3 separate regions of the Mus musculus genome follow, and all the other regions are linked to region 2. A link is a contact called in public promoter capture Hi-C data. All regions are on one chromosome and are shown on one strand. Each heading gives the region's core, a stretch centred on a gene start, on an enhancer-like site or on the middle of the called end of the contact. The rest is flanking DNA. Distances are from core to core; before and after follow the strand shown. Region 1 has its middle 18 kb from the start of Gpx3. Region 2 holds the start of Sparc (secreted acidic cysteine rich glycoprotein). Region 3 holds the start of Gpx3 (glutathione peroxidase 3).

Region 1 (3,387 bases), core at 505-3,004, 530 kb before region 2:
CCCTAGAGCAGGTGAGTACCACTATCCATTTTTATCAGGTTCTGAGGATCAAACCCAGGGTCTTATGCATGCACTGTACCAACCGAGTCACATCCCCAGTGGCAATCCCAGTACAAACACAGACAGCTATCCTGGAGTCTCTGGTCTTTGATATTAAAGACCATGTGTCAGGTGAAACTTTGATCAAACAAATCCACTTCATGCTTTTTTGGTTTTGTTTTGTCAGCCTGCCTTTCTCTATAGCAGTGTCAACCATGTGCCTTTAAAGTTGGTAGGTTCCTTGGGAGCACTTTTACGCGGTTTCTCAAAGGATATCCAGCATGGATCTGCCAAATCTCAACTGTTCAGCAGAGGTACCGGGTTTCATGTCAATCCCGGCATCTCAGGGAATCCTCCAGGCACAGGAGCACAAGCGTGTAACGGAGAAGCTTGGTGTGGTGGCCTTGAGGTCACACAAAGCCATAAGGTAAGGACAAAAAGGACACACTACGTGGCAACGCACTCATCTCCTAAGTGATTCTGTCCTGAGTGATTGGCTATGGGGAGAAGTAAGTGATCGGCTGAACCAGACAGGACTCAGGTCCTGTGCTCTGTGTGTGTGTGTGTGTGTGTGTGGTGTTATACATTTGCGCCGAGCTGTGTGAAAGTCAGAAGACAACCTCAAGTGCTACTTTCCAAGTGTAGTTCACCTTCTTTTTCTTTTAAACAATTTTATATATATGTATTTTTTTTTTTTGGAGGGGAGTGCCCTGATCCATGTACACGAGACCATAATGCAGGTCAGAAGACTATGTCCACAAGTCAGTTCTCTCCTTTCGACATACAGGTTGGGAATCAAGCTCTCCTCAGATCTGTGGCAACGAGTGCCTTTACCCACTGAGCTGTCTTGCCAGCCCTCCCTTGTTTTGAAGCAAGGCCTAGATGAACTCTTCAAGATGGCTGGGCTGATGGTCAGTGAGCCCCAGGGATCTGCCTGTCTCTGCCTCTTCAGTGTTGGGACTGCAGATGTGGGCCACACACCCGTCTTTTTTTTTTTTTTTTTTTTTCATTTTGTGTGCATGCAAGTGCCTGGTGCCTACCAAACACAGAAGAGGGCATTGAGGATCCCCTGGAGCTGGAGTTAGAGACAGTTTGAGTTGCCCTGTGTGTACTGGGAACTGAACCTAGATTCTCTGCAAAAACAGGAACAGGAAGTGTTCTTAACTGCTGAGACATCTCTACAACCCCCACCCCCAGCTTTTAGAGAGAGAGAGAGAGTGAGAGAGAGAGAACGAGAGCACTCTAGGGATTGAACTCTGGTCTTCAAGCTTGCAAGACAAGCACTTTTCAGGCGCTAGCTCTTCCTGCCTCCCTCCAAGTGCTTTTGAAATCTCTCTTCTCATTTGATGTCACTATAGTGCTCTAATCATGGGGCTATTTGACCAAATAAAGAGGTAAGTCAACGTAATAGCCTTCAAGGGGCCACCTCTGACTCTTGAGGGCCTCCAGGGTTTGGGAAGCCCTAAGCAAGGCTGCAAGAGGAGCGGACGGAGGGCACTCTCCCCAAAGCCCTTTCAAGCCAGGTCTTTGAGCACCATAGGCTCCCAGCAGCCAGCCCTCCCAGTTTGTAAATTCTTGACCAGGAACCTCCTGTTCTCTCAAATTGCTCAAGTGGTGGAGGGGCCAATTTCCTGCGGTTTAATAAACAGGCTGTTTATAGCCAGGAGCAGTCACGGGGCAGCAACCAGCAGGGACAGGCCAGGAGGTCATGCTGCTCCTGGAGTCAGGCTCTTCATAAACACCCGCCCCTTCTCCAGTGAGCCTCCTGGGAGGGGACAGCTCTGAACACACGGCCCTTGCTGGGCAGAGCACCAAGAACCACACGTTTTCCTTCTTTTTACAATGTCTGCCTCTCTCCCTCTCCACTCTCCTGCCCATCCCCCTCCCTGCACCCCCTATCTTCTCTAGTGGACAAGGATGCCTTTCCAGAGGACCTGCACCTGGTACCTCTGAGTGGGCAATTGATCTTTCTGAGCTTCAGTTTTCTTGGTTCTCCTATTATCCTTCACCCTAACCTTCCCTCTAAGGAGAAATCCTTTCCCTTCCCTGCCTGTCTTCTCCAAACTTGTCCCCATTGCCACTGCTGGCCATGTTAAGCTGATTGCCCTTTTACTGCCTTGGGGGATGGACCAAAAAGCCAGGCTTCAAGCTCAAGACAACTGATTCTGATGGGGTCAGGCTGGCCTTGGCACGTTCCCACAAGGCCATGCCCTAGGGCTCTCTGCTTTTTAATAAACTGATCCTATCATCTGGAGGGTAGGTTGGGGTGGAGGAACAGTGTAGAACAGGAGGGCATAGATACTTTGCTTGTTGGCTTCTTCTGGACTTCTGTCTGGCTCTTCCATTGCCTTAACGGTAAGAAACTACCATGTGAATGGCAGGCAAGTCCCCTCCGTTGTCTGGACTACAAATGCAGGGCACAAAGTGAGCTCTCCAAGATGGAAGCCTGTTCTTCTTCTGTTATGATATAGTAGCTGAGGACTCCATCTTAGAGGGCTGAGGCCAGCCCTGTGAGCAACCTGAGGCTGATAAGACAATACAAAACACCGGCCTAGGATGTTGTCCCATGCCAGCAGAACTGAAGGTCCCCAGGAGCAGATGTAGCCTTTAAAAAGTTGCAGTCTTAAATCCATCCAAGGAGATTGTGGTTAGTTGCAGCTTTAATAAAATTTGGCTAATTAAAACTTGATAAGAGTTCAGGTGGTCTCTCCCGGTGGTCTCAAAGTCTGCAACAATGAAGAAGCACTCTAACCAAAAGCAAATTAAAGAAAGAAATGGTTTGTTTGTCTGATACTTCAGTTGATGATCCAACAATGAGTGATGTCAGGGTAAGAACTCAAGCAGGAACTTGAAGCAGAAATCAAGGAGGAAGGCTGCTTGATGCTTCACCCTGAGGGTCTAACTAACTTTCTTATACAACCCAGGCCCTCCTGCCTAAGGGTGGTGCTGCCCACAGTGAGCTGGGCTCTCCTGCATCAAAGATTAAGACAATCCTCCACAGGTATGGCCACAGGCCAATTTGATCTAGAAAATTCTTCAACTGAGGCTCCTTCTCAGATCAGTTATCTCAGTCTGTGTCAACTTGATGGACAGTTAAAGCTAACTAGGACAGATCCCATCTCCATTACCGAGAAGCCAGGTTTACTGAACCTCTCTATGCCTGCTTCCTTCATTGTAAATCAGCACCCAGCACTTAGGAGGTACAGTCAGGCAGAGTTTTGTGAGTTCAAGACTAGCACGGGTTATATAATAAGCACCAGGCTAGGCAGGGCTACATTAGGGACACTGTCACAAACAAATAAATATCCCCAAATTCTCCCCTTCCCCCAAAAAATGAGGACTGGAGAG
Region 2 (3,495 bases), core at 596-3,095:
GTGGGGGAGGTTGCCGTGGCAACTCGCATTCCTCTCGGAGTGAGTCACGGGAGAGAAGAGCCTCTTGGTGGGTGGGGCTTGGAGAAAGTTTCAAAAGCTGACTCCTTCTCCCAGAGCCACCCCACCCCCTCCCCCTCCCTCAGTGCCGCTCTGTCGATGTGGCAGCCGATGGCTAAGTTAACCAGAGTTAACTCTTCCCTCAACCACTTCTTTCAGGTTTAATCCTTGGCAAATACAAATTTGTTTCTATTTCCGAATTACACCTTACACCGTCACACCATTCTGGGGGTCTGCATCTGTTTGGGAATATCTTAAACCTAAAAGCTGTGGACACCCATCATCTCTTAAACACAAACAGAAACACTCATGCACGCGCACTCACATACACACACTAATTCCAGAGACTCTTTGAAGTTGCTTATTCGTAGACCACTTTATAGGCTCAATTAAGTGACCCTGCTTGGGAAGTCTTAGGGGAATTCGGGTACCCCAAAAGCTATCCCTCTTCCTTAGGACAGGAAGGCTACACTCAGGGGAGATGGCTATGTGAGATCGCCCACAAATTGCCTAAAGCTTGTTACCTCATGTAGGGTCCGCATCTCACTCCACTCCCTACACTAGGAAGGTTCTAGAAACTTAAAAGAGTTGTCAGTGGAGACACTCCCTCCCTGCAGGTGTGCTGTCTGTCCCTGAGGCAGATGCCTGATACCTGTTTGTCCCCCTTAGGTGAGGCTTATTTCCAGCCATTCTAGGAGTCACAGGAAGTTTACAGAACAGCTTGGAGCAGACAAGCTTTCAACAGGCTGAGTCTTGGATAGATTCAGTAGTAGCAAGAAAAGTGTCCTGGAGCTATATCTCTCTGTCTCCCTCCTCCCCATCACACCCTCCTCCCTGTCGTCTCTGGATTGTATCAAATTGTTGGCTTTCTCAGATGTCTAGATACGGTAGAAGCAATGTTAATGCCAGTGATGACCACCTCTCAGAATTAGGCTGGGAACAATGGCAACCCCAGGCTGGGAGAGACAATGGCATTTCAGACTGACTGAAATGCCACGGGGTGATGGGGTGGGGGTGGACAGAGATTGAAGGGACCAGAGCCTTCCCAGAGGAACTGACTAAAGGGAATGTCTTGCCTTGGCTGTTTACAGATCTGTTTATCCTTCTTGCAAAGTCCCATTTGGACAACAGTGCTCTGACCCAGAACTGGATGTCTGTTCTCCCAGAATAGGAAGCCAGACCCAACAGGCTGCCAGCCAGATTTTCTCTGGGTTGGCAGTCATGATGGGCAAATGAGGATCGGATTCTCAGAAAAGGAGGCAGCTGCCTCCGAGGGTGACAGAGGACAGACCAGTAGCCTCTGCCACCAGAGAACACAGAGAAAGCGGTCCCCGCAAACCATGGCTATTTTCTGCAGTGCTACAGAGACAACAAGTTCCCCTGTGAGTGAGCAACAGGTTTCCAGCTCACCTCCCCCTGAGACTGGTCATGGGGATGGGGCAGAGAGGAGATGATGAAGCTTACAGAAGGGCAGGGGCTGACAGGGAGGTGCATACCTCGGCACAGGCAGGCAGGCAGGCAGGCAGGCAGGCAGGCGGCAGAAGAGTTCTGGCGGTCTGAAGGGCTGCAGGAATGTGGAGGGGTTTAGAGGCGAGCAGCAGGAAGCCTCTTGGAGCTCTGGGCAGGGTCTGTCTCACCCTCCGCCTCCACTCAAAGGCCCTCCTCCTCCTCTGTCTCCTCCTTCCCCTGGCCTGCCTCCCCCTTCTCCCCAGAACCAAAGCTGTCTTTTCTTTCTCCCTTCCTTGCCTTGTGGTAGGCTGTGTGCTACCCAGACACCCTGGCCCCACCTGTCTCATCTGTTCTGGGGCTCCTGCCTAAACAGACATGAGGGTCAGGGCTGGAACAGCTGCTGGAATCACCTAGAACAGGCCAGGCCTTGTTCAGAGCCGAGGCTGCTGACTGAAGAGTCCTAGACATTAACCGAGAGAAGAGAGAGAGAGAGAGAGTCACAGAGGCACGGCTAAGCCCCTTGTCCTACTTTACACACAGCCAGCGAGTGAACTTGCCTGAGCACTCTCTTGGGCTTAGCAATGTACAGCAAGGCAGAGAGTGCACGCTGGCATGGCAGTGGGGGAGCAAAAGTACCCAGTTTTCTCAGTGCCAACAAAACAAGCTGCCACTGGTGATACTGGTGGCATCATCCTTGATAACGAGGCGAAGTCCCCTCTAGGTCTAGTGGCACCAACCACGGGTACGTGAAGGATTAGAACTAAGCTGGAAGACTTGCGCTGTCAGTACCTGACAAACTCAGAGCAATAATACTGATAGTCAGATCAGAAGCAATAGCAGGGTTGGTGGGGAAGCCACAGGCCTTTCATTTAGGTGTTGTTTGGTTTTGGAAGAGGTCGCACGTAGCCTGGGCTGACCACTCACTATGTAGCTGAGGATGACCTTGAACTATTGATCTTCCTACTTCTATCTACTTCCAGGGTGCTAGGATTACATGTGTGTGCTACCTACCATGACTATTTTATTTAGTGCTGAGGATTGACCTCGGGGCCGGGGGGGGGGCAGGGGGGGGTGTTAATGATTGTTAAGCAAGCATGCTACCAATGAAGCTGCATTTGCAGCCCAGACAGACACACCAGAAGAGGACATCGGACCCCATTACAGATGGTTGTGTGCCACCATGTGGTCGCTGGGAATTGAACTCAGGACCTCTGGAAGAGCAGTCAGTGCTCTTACCCGCTGAGCCATCTCTCCGGTCCCAAGAGGCCATTTTAATAACAGGGGCACAGGCTCACGCAGGGCAAACAGCTTACCCAGTAACACCTGACCAAAAGTGGTCTGAGAACGCTGAGTCTACATTTCAGCCCCACTCTTCTTTGGGGAACATGGACACTCCTCATCTATGCAGCAGCTCTTGACTGAACATTTTGGGCCTGCCTACCTGGGGAGGTACCAGAATAGACGTGGTGGCAGGAGTTTGGGGTGTGGCTAAAGGGATGCACCTCATGTGCAGAACCACTTCCTCAGTGATGCAGACCCCAAGGCTTCTCCCAGGGGGTCAGATCAGCAGAAACTTCCTGAAAGCGTAGATATCGAAGCAGCCATTGAGTTTGGATAACAGGGGACTGGAGAAGGTAAAAGAACAGTCTAGAGATAAGCTTATACACACCAGGATCCCTGCCTTCCCTGCCACGCCCTCATCTACCACACTCCTCCTGCTCTCCAGCCAAAGCAGTTTGGACTGGACCTTTCCTGAGCCTGGACCTTTCTCATCCTTCAGAACTCTATTCTAATGTCACCTCCTTAGATAAGCCCTCCTTGTCCACTCAACATATAAGTCTCCTTGCCTCTCTCACAGGAAGTAGACACCTCAACATCATCTCCCTCCCTCCCATACCGTATAGCACCATCTGCTGCCTTCCCTTGACAAGCAGCCCAGGAAAATGGGGGCTTTCATGCATCTGTCCGAAAGGTTTTTAGTTAGTTTTG
Region 3 (3,302 bases), core at 697-3,196, 520 kb before region 2:
CTGAACTTGTTTTGTAGACCAGGCTGGCCTTGAACTCACAGAGATGTACTTACTTTTTCCTCTGTCTCCCAAGCGCTGGGATTAAAGGCTGTGCCACTACATCCAAGCAGCAGTTTGCTTTCTTATACACATGAAGACCACCCATAGTGGCCTGGATTCTTCCACATCAATTATCAATCAAGAAAATGCTCCCACAGGCCAGTCTGATAGAGGCAATCCTCAACTGTGGCTCCTTCTTCCCAGATGACTCCAGTTTGTGTCAAATTGACAAAACCAAACCAAACCAAACCAAAACCAATGCAACCAAGCACTGCTCATGGACACAGTCATTCAAAACCCAAAGCCTGAGTATTGTGAGTGGGTCACTCCCAGAGGATACAGAAAAAAAGGGCAACAGAACAACATGGACCAGAGACTGTCTTCTGGTAGGTTATCTGCCACAAATTTACTGCAGGAATTTTCATAAAGGACTGCAAGGTTGCTAGGCCTCAGGAACTTAAGGTTTTAGAATAGTGATATCAATTAAAAACCTACTGTGTCAGCTAGTCACATGCCTCCATGGTATAAGGGCTTCCTGGTCTCCAGGTTCTTTCTACTTCAACACAATGAGTTTATCCATTTATTTATTATTGTTGTGCTGGAGGTTAGAAGTCAACTCTCAGAAACCAGTTCGTTCCTTCCTTGCACCCTTGGTTCTGGAGATTAAACTCAAGTCATCAGTTGCAAGCCCTTTTATTACACAGCCTTGTGAGGGCTTTTACCTGCTGAGCCATCTCACCAGCCCCACCATAGAGCCAGGCCTTATGAGTGCAGAAAATTTCAAATTCCACGGGTCACATTAACTCCCTGAATCATAGTAAAAGCATGGTACTTCGAGGCATCTCTGAGTCAGGAACTTTTCAGAAGGCCACCTAATCTAGGACTCACACAACCAAGACTGGGGTCAGGGGCCTTCGAATCCCTTCTGCAATGAGTCTGAAGGCAGAGGCTCAACACAGTGGTTCTGATGTGCAGCCCAAGACTGTCCTAACAGCTCTCCAGCCCACTGTGGTAGCAAGGCAGGATGCACCAAACCTCTATTGCAGACCGGATTAAGCCTGGAAGCTCTCAATCTAGAGATGCCTGGCCTGACCTTATATGAAAGCACAAACAAATCTGATGATTTAATGATTGATTCAACAAATATTTAAACACCTGTTGTGTACACTCAAGAGACTCCTGGACTAGGCCTACTGCTTAGAAGCAAATCACATAGTCAGAGCCTGGGAGACCTTAGAGCTCATTAACCAATCCCATCATTATAGTAGAGGAAACTGAGGCTCAGAGAAGGGAAATAATGAGTTTAAGACCACAGAGATAGACACATAATTTTTATGTGCTAATTTAAAAAAAAGGTGGTGGTGGTGTATTTTCTGGTTCCTACTCTCCTGAGCTGTCACCCACAACCTAACCGAGAAGGCTGAATTTAAAATCACGTTCACAGATCCCTCTAGCTTGCTGATGCTGGGGATTGAATAAACCTATGGCCTCATGCGAGCTGGTCAAGTGCTGTACCACTAAGCTACATTCCCAGTTGGCGCAGGGTCTCAGTCTGTAGCTAAGGCTGCAGATTGCACTGAACCTACGCAATCCTCCTGTTTCAGCTTTTTGGATTCTGCGATTACAGGCGTGAGTCTCTACACCTGGCTCACACAGTGCTTATTATTTGCACTAACGGGTTCTATGTTAAGTCCTCGGGGCCCTAGGTTTTCAGAGCTTGGGGAAAAAAGCTGTGTCCTGGGTGTTGTCTAGAACCTTGGCCGCGCCCATCTCCTGTTCTTCCCAGGCAGCCGGGCCCCCTTCTCTTCCTCCTAGGCTTGTGTCACCGTCGCCCCGGTCTGGGGAGAGGAGGAAAAAGGGGCGGGTATGTCTTGCCCTTTAAATCTTAACCGCGTTGCCATTGGCTAGGAAGCCCCCGCCTGGCTGCGGATTGGCCACAGTGGATGGCTTGAAATGTGGCTGAGCGCTTCGGACACCTCAGACGGACGGTGGCCACCCCAAGACGCGCCCCAGCCCGCCATGGCCCGGATCCTCCGGGCATCCTGCCTTCTGTCCCTGCTCCTGGCCGGGTTTGTTCCGCCGGGCCGGGGACAAGAGAAGTCTAAGGTGAGTGAACCTCCGGAGCTCAAGAAGAGTCCATGGCACCCAGGTGTCCACTGCGCGACTGGGAGAGCCACTGCTTCCCCAGAGGCACCGAGAGCCTCACTTGTAACCCTCGGTCTCTGCGCTCTTCCAACACAGACCCGCGTGCTTCAGAGGGCAGTACTAACCCAGGAGGGCAGTCTTTCCCGAGTTTATACATTTTCTTCCACTGTCATCTTGGGGTCGCTGGTGGCCACAATCCTGAAAAAAAATTGCCGGGGAAGAGGGTGGGCCGATGGTTTCTTCACTCATCCCAGGGCGCTGGAGGCAGAGATCTGTGACAGGAAGAATTTTTATTTGGGGGCGCATCCCTTTCTGGGCCTCAGTTTCTCCATCAGCAGGGCGTAGCTGGAGAGGATGGCTGGAAGGCTATGGAACCCTGCAGTTGCTTTCCCTATTCACAGTTCACTGGCCTGCCATGCATGGAGCAGACACTGTAGCTAGAGAAGCCAACCCAGGCCAGGAAGTCTTCTGGAGCTTCATCTCTCCTAGTCTAGCTGTGGTACCCTGAACTGGAATAGAAATGGCGAGCCTGAGGGCAGATGCCCCGGCATGCTTATCTTCTTGGTCAGGCCTGTGCTGGGTGGGCTCTGTAGGCCTCTCCTCTTCCCTAGGGTGAGAATGCAGAAAGCATGAACCCAAAGAAAGAGACTGTGGTCCCCAACTTCACACACACCATGCACACCATGCACCCCTGCACACTTGCATGCGTGGGCACAAAACTGGGTAGGCTCTAGCTTTGAGTTTCTAAAATCCTCAGGGTCTTCCTTCTAAGATCTTGTATGTCCGAGAGAGAGAGAGAGAGAGAGAGAGAGAGAGAGAGATTGATTAGGGGGTGTGGTGTGGAGATGGGGTGGGGGTGGACGGGGGCACTAGCCCTGTGCCTTTAGTGTGGGAACTGCTTGGGTTGGGGGTTGAATCCTGTCCTGAGGAGGCTGCAGGAAAGCACACTGGCCTTGTGCTGTCCATAGAATGAAGGAGAGATGGGTGAGTTCAGAGGGAAGAGAGAGAGCAGTCTAGAAAAGTCTTAGGGTGTGGTGTTATCTTATCTCATAACTAGCTGAAGCTTCTGGCTCCTCACAGCCCAGGCATGCCCATCTGAGCTCCCAGGTCCTTGGAGT

The links. Promoter capture Hi-C pulls out the DNA fragments that hold promoters and counts their contacts.
Region 1: a contact with region 2 is called in a promoter capture Hi-C map of the 3T3-L1 cell line, with 2.9 times the contacts expected there. The contact joins the enhancer-like site here to the promoter of Sparc in region 2. A contact is called at or near these places in 3 of 39 promoter capture datasets (the 3T3-L1 cell line, 3T3-L1-derived adipocytes and embryonic stem cells), 1 of 484 Hi-C or Micro-C datasets (uterus) and 2 of 115 datasets of contacts at active chromatin or transcription factors (embryonic stem cells and extraembryonic endoderm stem cells).
Region 3: a promoter capture Hi-C map of hippocampal neurons shows a contact between it and region 2, with 3 times the contacts expected there. The contact joins the promoter of Gpx3 here to the promoter of Sparc in region 2. A contact is called at or near these places in 3 of 39 promoter capture datasets (embryonic stem cells, hippocampal neurons and stem cell-derived epiblast-like cells) and 1 of 115 datasets of contacts at active chromatin or transcription factors (extraembryonic endoderm stem cells).

What each region holds. Positions count from the first base shown.
Region 1 is chr11:54,883,392-54,886,778 of GRCm38.p6, forward strand. No RefSeq gene overlaps it. Among named protein-coding and RNA genes, the nearest start is that of Gpx3, 18 kb to the right of the region's middle. RefSeq lists an enhancer at 1-766. Within about 2 kb of position 1,755, at least 114 of the 459 cell types and tissues checked have an H3K27ac peak or open chromatin away from gene starts, as enhancers often do.
Region 2 is chr11:55,418,235-55,421,729 of GRCm38.p6, forward strand. Sparc (secreted acidic cysteine rich glycoprotein) reads right to left here and starts at 1,846. Exons shown (of 10, transcript NM_009242.5): 1 at 1,554-1,846.
Region 3 is chr11:54,900,908-54,904,209 of GRCm38.p6, forward strand. Gpx3 (glutathione peroxidase 3) reads left to right here and starts at 1,947. Exons shown (of 5, transcript NM_008161.4): 1 at 1,947-2,145. The coding sequence starts at 2,059.